Regions from separate parts of the Mus musculus genome. Here region 2 is linked to region 1. A link is a contact called in public targeted proximity ligation data. All regions are on one chromosome and are shown on one strand. The core of a region is the stretch at or near the end of the contact, and the rest is flanking DNA. Distances in the headings are between cores, read along the strand shown.

What was found.
Region 2: a contact with region 1 is called in a targeted proximity ligation map of pancreatic cancer cells. A contact is called at or near these places in 5 of 39 promoter capture datasets (the 3T3-L1 cell line, frontonasal cranial neural crest, hippocampal neurons and 1 more) and 2 of 130 datasets of targeted methods (bone marrow-derived dendritic cells and pancreatic cancer cells).

The regions. Positions count from the first base shown.
Region 1 is chr19:8,784,281-8,787,867 of GRCm38.p6, reverse strand. It overlaps Taf6l (TATA-box binding protein associated factor 6 like), which reads left to right and starts at 1,552. Exons shown (of 12, transcript NM_146092.2): 1 at 1,552-1,658; 2 at 2,690-2,746. The coding sequence starts at 2,739.
Region 2 is chr19:9,964,808-9,968,224 of GRCm38.p6, reverse strand. No RefSeq gene overlaps it. Among named protein-coding and RNA genes, the nearest start is that of Gm41806, 4.2 kb to the left of the region's middle.

The DNA.
Region 1 (3,587 bases), core at 303-2,802:
CAATTGTCTGTAGCTCCTGTTCAGGGAATTTGACACCCTCACACATACATACAGTCAAAACAGCAGTGTAGTGGCTATTCCTGGTTGTCAGCTTGACTATATCTGGAATGAACTACAATCCAGAATTGGAAGGCTCACCTGTGATCCCGATCTTGAGGCTGGGAGATACAAGTTTCTGACCTGGCTCTTGGCATGGAGATCTTGAGGCATAGTGGCTATGAATCCCAGGAGACTAAGGCAAGGAGATTTCTGAGTGCAAGGTCATCTGAGACAAATCAAGTCCCAGATCCAGACTTGCTGGCACACCTGGGCCACACCTTCTGCTGGAGACCTACAATCAGGACATTGGAAAAAGGAAAATTCTCTCTTCTTCTGCTTGCCTCGTGGGATTAAGCAACTGCTAGATTCTTGGACTTCCATTCACAGCTCCTGCTGACCGTTGTTGGAGAGTTGGACAACAGACTGTGTACATCATCAACAAATTCCCTTACTATATAGAGACTACCCATTCGTTCTGTGACTCCAGATAACCTTGCCTTATACAACCAGTGTGTTTAAAAATAAAAAATAAATAGAGGATATAGCTCAGTGGCAGAACATTTGTCTATCAAATGCAAAGCTGTAGGTTGGATCACCTAAACCACAGTAAATAAATTTTACTTTCTTAGGGTTTCCTATATCCAAGGTTAGCCTTAATCTTGATATTTAGTCAAGGATAATACTGAACTTCTTATCCTCCCACTTTCAGCCCCCAAGTGCTGGCTAGTTCATGTCCTGCAAGTACTAGACAAGCATGTTACCAAGTGAACGGTATCCAGCTTTATGCAGGACTGGTGAAGTGGTGAAGACAAGTAAAAGAGCTTGTTGCTTAAGCCCAACAACCTGAGTTCCACTGTTGGTGCCTACAGGAGCATCAACTCCTCAAAGTTGCCCTCTCCCCCCCCCCACCCCCCGTATTTTTTGTGGGATTAAAGGCATGCTCCACCACTACCTGGCCCTCAAAAGTTGTTCTCTTATTTGCAAGTACAAGCACACATACAGAATTAAACTTTTTTTTTAAAAAAGATTTATTTATTTATTATATATAAGTACACTGTAGCTGTCCTCAGACATTCCAGAAGAGAGAGTCAGATCTCATTACGGATGGTTATGAGCCGCCATTTGGTTGCTGGGATTTGAACTCTTGACCTTCAGAAGAGCAGTGGGGTGCTCTTGCCCACTGAGCCATCTCACCAGCTCAAATTTTTTTTTTAAGATCAGAAACTAGAAAGCGGTATGGTAGCACACACCTTTGATCCCAGCATCCTGGAAGCAAAGGAAGGCCTATTAGTTCAAGACCAGCTTGTTTTATGCGGTGAACTCTAATTCAGTGTAAGCCAGGGAACACACACCTGTTAGCTAACCCAAAGGAGCTGTTGCTTTAAGAAGCGCCACTCACGTGACCAACGTCGCCCTAGTGGCTTTACCCGCACATACACACTGGCCAATCTTGAGGTGGTATGCCTCTTTGGTGGGCGGAAAACTCAGTAGACGGCCACCGATTGGCTCCGCATATGGAGGGCGGAGCCTGGGCGCGGAGAGAGGGAATTACCGTGAGCCGGTGAGTGGAAGCAGCCGTCCCTCCCCAGCAGGCGCCCTCCCAACCCCGGAGTCTGCAGGTGAGCAGGTCCTGCCCCGATCCAGGGATCGCTTCCCGCGGTGCTCTGCTCACCAGCCACGGAGCCCGCAGGACCCCGCCCCCTTCACCGAGCACGTGACACAAGTTCTGTAATCCCTGATCTCCCCACTCGACCCTGCACCCTTTGGAGCTGGGAGGGAGGAAGGTGGGTGGGAGGATTCACAACGTAGAAGTCCTTGGAGATCGGTTCCCACGCCTCCTGGTCAGGAGGACTTGGAACTGAGGGTGGGCAGGACGAGACTAAAGAGTGGGAGACCTTGGTCACAGACCGAATTTTGTGAGCTATCAAGACAGGGCTACATAATAGAGAAACTCCCTTCTAGCTTTCCACTTGCGCAGCACTGCATGGTTCCATTTTACAGATGGGGAAACTGAAGCGTACTCATCCAGTGCTGAGTCTAGTGATGGGACTTCAAATCTTTGGGCTACAAAGCCAGGCCTAGTTCAAACACAAGCCTACAGCTCATGAATATATTATCTTGAGTCGAATTACAACAGTGTTTGAGACCCAGCAGTCTAATCACCCGGTGCTTAGTGTTTGGTCTTGGACAGTTCAGGTAATCTCTCTGAGCTAAGACTTCCTCAGCTTTGTGAAATGGACAAATGTGTACAATTATATATCTCATACAATATTACTAACTGGGGGGGCCATGGGCATTTATGTGTTTAGAAAATAGCTGTGCTGGAAAGATGGCTGAGCAGTTGGCTAGTCTCCTTGGAGGACCCAGATTCAATTCTCAGTACCCACATAGCAGGTCACACCTGTCTGTAACTCCAGTTCCAAGGGACCTGGCACCCTCACACAGACATATACATGCAGGCAAAACACCAATGCACATAAAAGTGAATAAATCAGAAGTATTGACCCATGTCCTTAATAACAGCACCGGGATGGGTTGGTGGGCAGAGGCAGAAAGATCTCTGTGAATTGGAGGTCAGCAGGGTCTAGAGAGTGAGTTCTAGGACTGAATAGACAACATTGTCTGGAACAGCTATCCTTTTTTTTTTCAGCAAGTGTTAATGAGGGTATAGTATGTGCTGACCCTGCTGGAGGCCTGGGATGCAAAGGTGAGCGTACTGACCTGGTCTATTGTGCAACTTACAGTTACTGGGGAGCTGCATGCTGATGCCCAGCATCCCTGTACAGAGTGGAGTTGATGGTAACGAGCTGTGTTGGGTACTTACAGACTGTTCGAAGCTAAGGTGTCACATGTGTTAGGAAAACTCTGGTGCTGAGCTGCAGCTCCAGACTTTTTCTTTCTTTCAGGACAGGGTTTGTCTGTGTAGCCCAGGCTGTCCTGGAACTCACCCTGTAGACCAGGCTGGCCTTGAACTCAGAGATCCACCTGCCTCTGCCTCCCAAGTGCTGGGATTAAAGGTACATGCTACCACTGCCGGGCTCCAGCCTTTTTTTTTTACATTTTATTTTGAGATAGTCTAAGTTGTTAGGGTAACCTTGAACTCACTTCCTAGTTGACAAGGACAGTTATACAACCCAGGAAGGCCTCCCTGACAGTCAAACAGGGATCTAAGGAGGTAGTAGGTGATGGGTCACTGAGTCAAAGAGATTTGGAGAGAACAAAGAAGGGACAGTGTCAAACAAGAAACAGAATGGCCTGAAATAAGGAAATAGAGGTGGCCGTGGGTGGAAGTCTAGATCACAAGAGAAGAAGATAAGGTTTTGCAGACAGATGCTGGAAAGGCACAGGCATAGCCTGCCCATCATGGGCCAGTATCTTTGTTTAGTACAAAAGCAACAGGAATCACTGGGAGGATGGCTACGTGGGCTACGTAGATTGCCCACTTGTTCTGGAGATAAAGAATGAGGAACCCAGCCGGGCATGGTGGCGCAGGCCTTTAATCCCAGCTCTTGGGAGGCAGAGGCAGGCAGATTTCTGAGTTCAAGGCC
Region 2 (3,417 bases), core at 680-3,179, 1.2 Mb before region 1:
AAAAGGCAACAAGTACATTAAAAAAAAACAAAAACGGGCTGGTGAGATGGCTCAGTGGGTAAGAGCACCCGACTGCTCTTCCGAAGGTCAGGAGTTCAAATCCCAGCAACCACATGGTGGCTCACAACCATCCGTAACGAGATCTGACTCCCTCTTCTGGAGTGTCTGAGGACAGCTACAGTGTACTTTAAATAAATAAATAAATAAATCTTTAAAAAAAAAAAACAAAAAAACAAAAAAACAAAAAAAAAACAAAAACAAAAACAAAAAAACATGGCAACTCCTGGGCCTAAACTTGTTTTATCCCAGGCTGACCTTGGCCTCAGGAATCTGCCTGCCTCTGTATCTTTCTGACAAGCTGGCTTATAAGTGCACCTGCCTTTATTCTTTTAGGTTTGTGAAGCCCCTCATAGAATTCATATTTTGCATAGTTGAGAAATTATATATTTTTTTAACTTATACTTTTAGAGTTCTTTCCCACAGCCTTAAGAGCTGTCTTGAAGGTCACAGCAGTTACCATTTTTGCTGAGGAACACACACACCCTCAGGTCCCAGACTCGCACTATTTCTAATTATCACGGAGTCATTAACCTTGGGAGGGAAAGTATTTCCAGAAGAAAGAACATGAAGTGAAATATATACATTATTATTTAAACAAGCCTTAAGCCCAGCAACCTTCAGCACTTGTGGAGGCCCACTTCCTACTGGCTCTGCTCCGGGGGGTGGGAAACCATATTATACCACCATCTCTCCCAAGGTCATGCAGGACTCAGAACCCAGCCTTTAAAAATGTATAATCTCCTTTTGGGACACAGTTCAGATCCTGAACTGGCCACCTCCCTGAGTGCTCAGAAAATTTTAAGATTCCGTATCTGAAATGAGTTTTCTTGGCTTCCACCCTGAACCGAACAACCTGAGCCAGTTGTTTTTTGTTATATTCCTGCAAAGCCTGCCAGGGTGTTTTTCATGCTTCTAAAAGCCTGAACAAGGGGGACAGTTTCCCAATCTTTTGTTTCCTGAGCAAGGCAAGGCTGGGTCGGGGGGGCTGCAGAGGGAAGGAGAGAGAAAAAAGGGGAGGCAAGAAAGATGGATCCAGGTAAATGGTGTGGTTCATCGGTCACTTGGCAGCACACATGGTGCTGCATACTGCATTATACTTAGGTCTCTGAAGGATCGTTCATCTGACAGTGGGCCTGCTTTCCTATTACCTGGTGATCACTTACTTATTACACATGTGTGGTGATGCCCCTGAAACAGAGGTACTGCACTGACATTTATCTGAAAGTACAACCCATGCAATTATTCACAGTGTGTTATACTTGGTAAGAAATTTCTCTGTTCCTAGTTTAGCTTATTTCCTGTAGCAGCTTTCATACCATTCTTTTAGCCTGTTCTTTGTACTTGAGAAACAAAAATGGAAAACCAAGTTCACAGTAAAAAAAAAAAAAAAAAAAAAAAAAACAACCCACCAGGCTCTGCAGCCAGCAGCCTCACCCACTTCATGTTTACTGGATCTCTTAATAGCATGAAGGAGAAGGACTGAAAAGGAATGATTTAACAAGGTAGTCATTCAGTATATGTCTGCTAGTGAACTGTGCTGTGCCATCTGGGAACAATGACAAGCAAGCCTCCAGTTGCCTTCGGGATCTCCCAGCCCCATCTAACACACATTCTTTGCAAATGGTTTAATAACCACCTTGCCTGACACACCTGCTTGGTGCCAGTGTTGCTGTGGATCCAGGCTGTGGATCTCCCTGGTGTAACCTCTGAGCCAGAAAACAGCAATTAGCCACCACAAATGGAGTCTGATAAAGCACCATCCAGAAGTGGTTAGGGCAAATTCCAAACACGCAGGACATCTATAACCAGCTGGGGCCAGGTCATTAGGGAGTCTGTTAAGATGCCCTGCCCTGCTCTGCCCTGCCCTGCCCTGTCCTGCCTTGCCCCAGATGCCCCACTTCCCCATGCTGCCAGCTCCACAGCTGACCTCACTCTTCTGACAGTTGCTACCCAGCAACTCTCCCAGCAGCTACCACTGAGTCCAGGCACAGATGTCTGACAGGTGGCAGAGCAGGCACATGAGGTCTCATTCCTGGGCATCCTTTTTTCAGGTCTCATGAGTCCCTTAAGTTATCCACATCAGTCCCTGCTGTGTCCCACAGGTCCAGTGTGGCTATACCTCTGTCACTTTCTTTAAGTCTTTCTATCTTAAAACCGTACATTGTTTCATTTTTTTTTTTTTTTTAATTCTGGCTGAGCATGCTTGTGCATGCCTTTAATCCCAGCACTTGGGAGGCAGAGGTAGATGGATCTCTGAGTTTGAAGCCAGCCTGGTCTACAGAGTTAGTTCCAGGACAGTTAGGGCTGTTGAAACTCTGTCTCAAGAAACAAACAAACAAAAGCTGTGGAGATGTATGCATGTGGTGGTGGTGGTGGTGGTGGTGGTAGGATACAACTCTGAGCATGTGAGACAGGGTCTCTCTCTGAACCTAAAGCTCACAGTTTCACCTAGGCAGGCCAGGCAATGAGCTCCTAGGATCTGCCTATCTCTGTCCTGCAAATGCTGGGGTTACAGGAATACAGGGCCATTCTCAGCTTTTACACTAGTGTTGGAGTTCATACTCAGGGTCTTATGCTAGCACGGCAAGTGCTCCTTCCCACCAAGTCATCTTCCCAGTCCCCCCAACTGTTCCTTTCTATCCATCAAAGGTTTGCCCTTTCTTCAGACTCTGGTTTCCATGGGCAGCTGCCAGCTCTGGGGCAGGCAGATCTCTTGCTCTCCATTCTCCTGCTAACATCCCTACCTTCACCCTTTGCTAAGTGACAGTGGATACTTGAGTTTTTGCATTGTCATCCCTCCAATGCACAGGGACACAGAAGACACAGAGGAGAAGAGAGTGTAAGGGCTCGACTCCCCTCCCCTTATTTTCTAAGTAAGGTGGTTTTCTAGTATCCACAACAGTCAACTGTCATTACTATAATGAAGGATGCAAGGCAATTAACTTATAAAGAGAAAAAGGCTTTGTTGTTGATAGGACCATTCCATTCCATTCCATTTAAAGCGGCATTTAAAGACCACCAAGGAGCACTGGATGCATATATGTTATTTGTGTTACTCAAAAACTCTAGGTCTTTTTAGAGGGTGTAAGTAAGGCTTTTAAAATTTATTTATTTATTTGGGTGCTAAGGAGATGACTCAATGTGTCAAATGATGGCCACACAAGTGTGGGGACTGAGTTCAAATTCTTAGCACCTATGTAAAGAGTGGGTGGGACAGATTGTTTGTAATCCCAGCACCCGGAAGACAGAGGCAGAAAATTTCTGAAGTGAGCTGGCTAAGTAGCCAAATTGCCAAGCTCCTGGTTCAGAGAGAACCTGCCTCAATTTGTAAGGTGGAGAGTAATGCTTACATGACAT